2 separate regions of the Urocitellus parryii genome follow, and region 1 is linked to region 2. Evidence: chromatin contacts called from public Hi-C data. All regions are on one chromosome and are shown on one strand. The core of a region is the stretch at or near the end of the contact, and the rest is flanking DNA. Distances in the headings are between cores, read along the strand shown. Region 1 holds the start of Slc16a11 (solute carrier family 16 member 11). Region 2 holds the start of Asgr1 (asialoglycoprotein receptor 1).

Region 1 (4,234 bases), core at 1,469-3,968, 170 kb before region 2:
GAATGGACTGACTGGATAGCTAAACACCCTTCCCCACCCCCAACTGGGGTCCTGTTTTTTCCAAAAGCCTTTTGGGATATCTTAAAGTAGAATATTTTCAGGCTTCTAGGATGGCCAACAGTTGGAGCTTTCAGAAAAATCAAATAAAAATTATTTATTGGGGGAGGGGTTTAAACAAGAAAATGATCAACAATCGGTGTCCAGAGTGGAGGGAGGTCCTCCTGGGGGTGGCAAGGCAACCTGGGGCATCGGAAGCAGCTCCCCTCTCTCAGGGGGAGGGGTAGCTGGAGGTGAGGTTGGACGACAGGAGGGGAGGGCCCTAGGTAGCCCCAAGTAGATGAAGCTGCCGAAGAGGATGAAAGAGCCACAGACGAGGAAAGAAGCGGTGAAGTTTCCTGTCTCATCCCTTAGGAAGCCTGAGAACAGGGGTAAAGGAATTTAGAGGTCTTGCATCCCAAGGGCAGAGGACGGTTGGGAGTGGATCTGCTGGTTCAGGCCCTTACCTGACAGGGGAGGGCCCAGGAGTCCCCCGAGGCTCATCAGCATCATCACCAGCCCAGTGGCCTGCACCACACCTCCGATGCCCACCAGCCCCGGGAGCACACCAAAAACTAGGGGGGCATAACTTCCAGCGCTAAGTCCGTAGGTCCCAGCTGCAGCCAGCAGGGGGCCCCCCCAGTCGTCTTCGCTCCCCACCGCCGGCACCAGTCCCACTGCCAGCAGCCCCAGCCCTGTCAGAGCTCCAAACAGTGCCAGCAGCCGCGGAAGGGGCACCCAGCCCTGGTCCGCCAGACACCCACAGACCAGTCGGGCACCCGAATCCCCCACTGCAGCCACGGCCACCACCAGAGCTGCCCCGTATCCCCCCAGGCCTCGGTCTAAAGCGTGTGGGGCCAAGTGCACGTAGGGGACGAAGTACCCACCCCCAATCAGAGCTGTACCCAGAGCAAAAACTGAGAAGGCCCGATGCTTGAAGAGACCCAAGCCGAGGGCAGCTAGAGGGTTGAGGGGTGGAGCCTTGGGGTCGCCAGGGAGGGACAGGGGTCGCAGCAGGGCGCCACAAGGGGTGAGGTGGAATGTGACAGCGCCAAGGAGGAGCAGAGCGCCCCTCCAGCCGAATGTGTCAAGGAGGAGCTGCAAGGCAGGCGCCAGAAACAGGGAGGAAACCCCGTTGCCAGTGAGTGCTAGTCCCACAGCCAAGACCCGACGGCGAGAGAAGTAACGGGAGAGGGTACCGAGGGCAGGGGCAAACACCAGAGCCCAGCCAGCGCCTGCGAATAGATAAAGTGAGATTAAGGCAGGTTCCAGGGATGCCTGCCCCAGCATTCCCAGCCGTGCTTCTTGCAGAAGCCCCCCCCCCACCTCATTCGTTATCCCAATTCCCAAGAAAGTCCTATCCCCACCATCACCCCTGATCATCACCCCGGGTCATGCCACTCCCCTCACCAGCGAGGAGGCCCAGGCCGAGGTAGAGGTGCAGCAGACTTCGGGCGAAAGCCGATAAGACGAAACCCAGCGAAGTAAGGACTCCCCCAACCATCACCACCGGGCGCGCCCCCCAACGTGTGCTCAGAGCGCTGCCCACTGGGCCTAAAAGGGGTCGAAATCAACGGAAGACACGCTCCTGGACCCCCAAACTCTCTCCAACACTTCTCATTGGCTATTTGCTTGGCCTCAAACTCCTCCCTGGGTCTAATAGCTCCTCCCCTTGACCTCAAGTCCCACTCTTCTAGAACTTGGTTTCCATAATCAGTCGCTCATTCTCAAGTTGTCTAGTAATTAATTGGATCTCCCATCACTATACTCACAGTTCCTATACCCTCTTCCCACCCCCCACCTTGGGCCCTCCCTCACTGGCTGCTTGCTGCATGGCCAAGGCCAGGGCGCTGACCCACGCAGTGTCCTGGGCGCTTCGGTCAAAATGCTCGGCGAGGTCAGGGAGAGCAAGGCCCAGGGAGCGTAAGAGCCCGTAGGAGAGCCCATTCACCGCGAAGGCCGAAAACGCCACCACCCAGCCCCAGCCCCCGTCCGGGGGTCCAGGCGGCTCGGGGGTCATCACCGTCTGTAGGGGTGGGGAAACAACTGTGAGCGAGGTCTCCGCTCCTGAGCGTCCTCTTAGGAGCTAGCATTCCTGAGATCCGTTCTCCGGCTGCTCTCCCAGGGTGGGCACGTCACCCAGAGCGTGGGTGAGGGAAACAGGCCTAGGGACAGAACTCCTGGGTGCTCGAAGGGAACCGGGTTGGGGAACAGCTGGATCCCCCAAGCCGCGGGCGCTCCCTCCCACACACACCCTTTCGCCTTACCCGACCTCTCTAGGCTGTGGGGGGAGGGGAAGCTCGACCGGGTTTTCTCCCCGCTTCCCGGGCGGGCGGGGCCCCGGAATGGAGCGACTGCAGAGATGGAGCCCAACTTGGACAGGTCCTCTCCGTAAACAGAGATCACCACAGGGGCCTGAGCCACCTGGGACGCGGGAGGGGTACCGAGGGCGGGGGCAGGCTGAGACTGTCAGCCAATCCGCCGAGCCGCGGGTGAGGCCAGACGCTGAGTCCCACGGGGATTGAATTATCCACACACAACCCCCAGCCCCCGGTAGGGAGCGGCCAGGAATAGATGTCGCCTCGCCCCGCCCCGCTCACGCCCACGCACCTGCCACCAGCTGCGCACAGAGGAGACGCGTGGATTGCAAATCCTTCGCAAAACCAGGGGCAGCTGATCACATGTGAAAAGAGGGATGGTCCCCGGAGCCTAAGGAAACGAGTAGTTCTGTTCACCCAAACGTTGCTGAGGATCCAGTAAATCTAGGATATCACATTGACCTCCAGTGGGTGCCTGCTTTGTGCTCAACAAGGGCATGCCCTCAAGGAGGAAGAGAAAGGAGAGGACTCCCTAAGATGAGGTCCAATGGTATGCAGTGCACTTTTTACATGTTATCGTTTCATCCTTACAATAACCCTATGAAAAAACTGCCATCCCCGTTTTACTGTTGCAGTAACTGAGGCTCAGAGAGGTTAGGTGATTAGTCCCAAATCACTCAACTAAAAAAGAAAAAAAACGGGGGGGGGGGAGGAGGAATATTTTAATTTGGATCTGTCTAAATTGTGGGACCATACGAGAAGAACAGACCTAGAAGTGAAACAGAACCTGCCACGGTTGAGAGAAATATCCTGAGAAATAATTTGATGCAAATTACCCTGGAAAGAGCAGAACCTTCGCAGGGCCAGAGAATTTATGATTCTAACATAAGGGAGTCTGAGAATAGAAGAGATCTTTGCCTTCAGGAGCTCTAAAGAAAGACAGCCTAGGATTTTAAAATCAAAGAGATGAGAGAATTGAGCCCAACTATTTGATTTCTTGAAAAACTATACAATAAGCATCCTTTTTTAACAGGTCAGGGTTGTATTACTTCAGCTGTTTGAATCAAAAGATGTGTTCTTTGGTTTAATTATTAAACAATACCATTGAAAATTCAGCAACTTGTAGATTGTAGCCTGCATCAACCGATAACCACATGGTGGCAGTGTTTCCTAATTGCTGAGAAAGTGCCTGTAAGGAAAAGAAAAACAACTGTCTTAAGTTGTGAGACTGTAAACCTTAAAAAACCAGAATGACCTTCAACGACTCTCCATTGCTAATTCCTCTATTTTATGTATAAGACTCTTCATAATAATCAAAGGTGTATCTGTCTAAGCTACCTTCCCATTACAGATCCCTCCTCAAGCCTTACTTGCTCCCACCTGCCCTTAGCTACTTACCTTCTCCACCGACATGCCTAGCCTTTTCTCACTTCTGGCTTTTGGCATATGTCATGCATCTGTTTGAAATGTTCTGAATGGGGTACAAGAGTCTATGAAGGTTTAAAGTCCTGCCACAGACACCTTGGGAAAGTGGCCCCACCGGTTTTCCCAGCTGGTGGGAGTGCTGTTATAAAAGCCACCAGGGTGGTGGAGCCTGCAAGTCCTCAAGCCACCTAGGAGAGCAGAAAGCACTGCTTCCTAAGAAGGTTTGTGAGGACTCTACTGTAAGATAAATGAAACCAATTGAAACAGTCGTCTCCTGTGGTGAAGTAGAAAGAAGACTGGGACCTCTGAGTCTGGGAGGAAAGCTAAGCACTTAAGTATGATGCTTATGAACTCAGAAGGGCATCCCAGAACCTGGAAGTGGGGTGATTTGTTATGAAAAGGCACATTCCCCTTCTACCTCACATTTCCTATATTCTTAGCTGAAATTACTGCCT
Region 2 (4,086 bases), core at 256-2,755:
GCAGGGCACTTGGTGAGGAGCAGGCTAAGGCCACTCTAGTAGACTAGGAGGAACCATACAGATTAAGAAATCCAGGCAATGGGCCACTTTGCAGGGCCAGCATAACTGGAGGTGGGGAAGGGAATAAGGATCCCCAGGGGCGCAAATCTTTGACCTTCCCTAGCATTGCCAAAGCCTTGAGACTTTGCTGACACCTAGTGGCATTACTGTGACACTGCAGCTAATGAACCTCATCAGAGCCCCACCTAGGGGAGTCTGTCACTGTGCCCCCTGAAAGTGAAGAGGTTTCTTCCTCTCTCTGTGAATACCACCCATCTTCATGTGCATGCAGACAAAAGGCAGGGTCTCGCTCACCCATGAAGAAGAGAAGGACACTGAGTCTGGTCCCTGTGAACTGGAGTGTAGGGGCCTCCCCTTCCCGCTCTCTTCCCCAGTACCCACCATCCCCACAAATGATTCCTTTTTGCTCTGGAAGACCAAGAAGTGGGGAGAGGGAACTTATTTTGGATGCACGAGGAAGGGGATTCATCCATCCCAGAGCAGAGACCCTCTGCCTTTTTACAGGCTTCCTAACCTAACCCCTTTGGCCAAGCTGATCCTGACACGGCACCCACCCACACACGCAGTCCAAGCCTCTCCACAGCTGTGTTGGAAGAGGAAATAAAGAGGGCACTACCTTCGAAGAAATAAGCCCACCTCTCCAACTGCCAGTCGTTCCCATACCTTGGGTTCACTCCCTGCCCAAGATCCTGAGAATTGGGTAACACAGTAAGGAAGCTTGGGCAGCTGTCACCAAGAAAGGGACTCTAATCCCACACCCTGCACCTCCCCTAATCTATGGGACTCGATCACCGTTTTCCATGTGAGTGCGTCAGACCCAAGGACAGAGCCAGGGGTCACAGAAAAAAAGCAGACTTAGGAGGCAAGAGGTTCCCAAATACTCCTGTTTCAGATAGGAGAGGGTCCCTTACCTCTTTGGAGCTGATGATGGTCATTCTCCTCATTGTCCAGGTGCTGAAGATCTTGATATTCCTTCGTCATGATAGGCCTGGTGTTGGACCTGGGACAAATCAAGGCCAAGGTTGGAACTGAGTTTGGGGCTGAAGGGAACAGGGCCTAGAGAGTGGGATCTGTTCCTTTCTTACCTCTGACCAGTGACCCAATGGAGACTCTTCTTTCTTTCATCCCCTCCCAGGCCTACATCCAAAATCCATCCTCTGCCATTTTTCCACCCAACCCCACCAACACACACACAGAGAGAGAGAGAGAGAGAGAGAGAGAGAGAGAGAGAGAGAGCCCCTTCAATCACTCCTTCAACTGTTCTCTCTCTCCATCCCCATTTTACTTGCTGAAGTTCTGCAGGTCTGGCTCCCAGGTCCCTGGATGCTATGCAGATCGCAGGCTAAGAAAGGGACTGAAACCTGGAGAATTGGAGTTGGTGGCCAGCCTTGAATAGTGGGAGTGGAGGAGGCAGGGTCCATATGAGGGCCCTGGACCCGTGTGTCTGTGTGTATGGGTGTCTGAGTGTCTGAGCACACGGAATCTGGCATCTCTAGTGTTGGGGACTTTGGCCGGTAAACAAAGATGGAAATAGATTTGGAACTTGGGGGTGGGAGTGGGGGATGAGTTGCCTCTGCTCTTCTCCCCAGGGAAGGGGAGTCTTCTGGCCTGTCCCCACACACACCCACAAGCCAGTCACCTCACACCTCATTGAACCCTTTGGGAAGGGGAGCAGGCCTGGGGGCGCTGGGATGCACTGTGTTGTTGCCCCCTCTGTCTCTGCCCTTTTCACTCCCCACCTCTGAATTTCCCAGAATTGTTGGTGTCTCCAAATATCCCTGACCAGGATCAGAGGGACCGACCAGTTCCCTGCTCTTTCCCAATTCAGGTCTGTGACCCCGGAGGCCAGCTCCCCAGCCTGCCTAACCTGACTCCCTGTCTTTTCTGCAGAGTTTGAAATCCTTCAAGCAGCATGGAGGACAGGGGGCAGCAGGGAGCCTCAGCTGGTTTGATGCTAAGGAATTTCCACTGACTCCTGCTATGTATCCCAAGGCTTTTCACTCATTCACTTTTCTTATAATCCCCCAGCACAACCCATTTTGCAGAAGAGAAAGCTAAGGCCCTGGCTGACAATAGCTTATCAAAGCAGCAGAGGAAGGACTGGGCAACCTGGCTCCACCCTATGCGCTGCCCCCAGAACTGGGCTCCCATTCCATCCACAATTACAGTTCTGGGGCCCCAGAGATGCTAAATCATGGGCTTCAGAGAGGGTTGTCTGAATTCAAATTATGCTAAGTGGAAATTAACATAATTTAAATTATAGAAACTGGGCAACATTAAAGATGCTAACAAGTCTCCCTTAAGGCTCCAAATGTGAAATTGTACAAATCCTGCTTTGCAGATATTTCAAGAAAACTAGACTTGAATTGTCTAGATTATGTGAGATATTCAGGAACACATCACTTGCATAAAGAGTGACAGCTCTGTGTGTGCCCTCATTTCTCTGTGTCCTGAAAACCCTTGTGTTTGTTTACATGCACTGGGCCCATGGCCAGTGATTTTGGTGACAATTGGGTTGTTAATTTAACACTCTCTGATTTTATCACTTACAATCTGGTTTATTCAGGCCAACAAGCCTATGCTAATTCAGTCAGAATTCTGATTACCCAGTAGGTAGAGACTGGCAGAGAACACAGGAAGGTCGGGGAGTGAGGGAAGGTCCACCTTATTGGTCTGAGTGCAGGTCATGCGGTGATGCTCAGCTTGTAAAACTGCAGAAAGCCGTACACTTACCAACTGTGCTTGTCTTGTTTGCATTTTGTACTGAAATAAAATGTTTTGAAATCTGTTTTCTACCTTATAACCATGTTCTCCATTTATTGATTAGGCCACTGTGCTTGGACTAATGCTAAACATGTGTATATGTATGTGTATTGTGTTGTCTGTATTGTGTGTGTGTGTTTGTGTGTGTGTATATATACACACACACACATATGCATCCATATTAATCTTTTTATTTTTGTACTGAGGATTGAACCCAGGGGTGCTTAACCACTGAGCCACATCCCAGTCCTTTTTAATATTTTATTTAGAGACAGGGTCTAGCTGAGTTGCTAAGTGCCTCACTAAGTTACTGAAGCTGGCTTTGAACTTGAAATCGTCCTGCCTCTGCCTGAGGAGCCACTGGGATTACAGGCATGAACCACACATATTAATCTTTATGTTTCTATTTAGAGTTATATGGTTTATAGTGTATTTAATAGGTTTGTGCAGTTGTGCATGTGCATTGGTTATCTTGCTACAAAATAATTACCCCAGCCAGGAACAGTGGCACATGCTTATAATCCCAGCAATTTGAGAGGCTGAAGCAGGAGGATCTCCATTTAAGGCCATTCTCCATAATTCAACAAGAACCTGTCTCAAAATAAAAATTTTTAAAAGGTTGGTCTGGGGGTGGGGCTCAGCAGTAGAGCACTTGCTGGCATGTGAGAGGCTCTGGGCTCAATCCCTAGCATCACAAAAAGTAACAATAGCAACAAAAAAAAATTTTAAGGCTAGGGATATGGCTCAGTGATAGAACACTCCTGGGTTAAAAATTCCGCGGTATAGAAAAAAATAATAATAATTACCCAAAAACTTCACAACTTAAAACAATATGGGATTGTTTGCACATTCAGTAATACTAGGTCCACTCCAGGACCCAGCTTCTGAGGATCAGGGTGCAGCTTTGCTCACAGGTTCTGACTTCGGGTTTCTCACAAGGGTGCAACCAAGATTTCAGTCAGGGCTATGTTCATTTGAACTTGGTGGGCAAGTTAGTGCTGGGTGTTGGCACTTGGTTCCTCACCACAGGACTACTTGAATGTCCTCACAACATGGCTGCCAGCTTCTGCCAGAGTGAGTGATCCAAGAGCACCATTCCTTTTATGGCCTAGCCTCAGAAATAACAGTCCATCATTTTGGAAGTATCCTACTGGCCTCATCCCTACTCATTGTAGGAGGGAATCACACAAGGATGTGAGTCTGAGAAAAAAGGGATCACTGGGAGCCATCTTGAAGAATGAGTGAACACATATTAAGGGAACA

The links. Hi-C and Micro-C count contacts between places; a contact is called where the count stands out from the background.
Region 1: a contact with region 2 is called in a Hi-C map of liver, with 7 times the contacts expected there. The contact joins the promoter of Slc16a11 here to the promoter of Asgr1 in region 2. A contact is called at or near these places in 2 of 2 Hi-C or Micro-C datasets (liver and muscle).

Annotation. Positions count from the first base shown.
Region 1 is chr7:130,279,011-130,283,244 of mUroPar1.hap1, reverse strand. Slc16a11 (solute carrier family 16 member 11) reads right to left here and starts at 2,718. Exons shown (of 5, transcript XM_026382278.2): 1 at 2,647-2,718; 2 at 1,855-2,062; 3 at 1,447-1,590; 4 at 504-1,271; 5 at 140-416. The coding sequence starts at 2,056. The coding sequence ends at 187.
Region 2 is chr7:130,104,503-130,108,588 of mUroPar1.hap1, reverse strand. Asgr1 (asialoglycoprotein receptor 1) reads right to left here and starts at 1,505. Exons shown (of 9, transcript XM_026390571.2): 1 at 1,350-1,505; 2 at 972-1,060. The coding sequence starts at 1,041.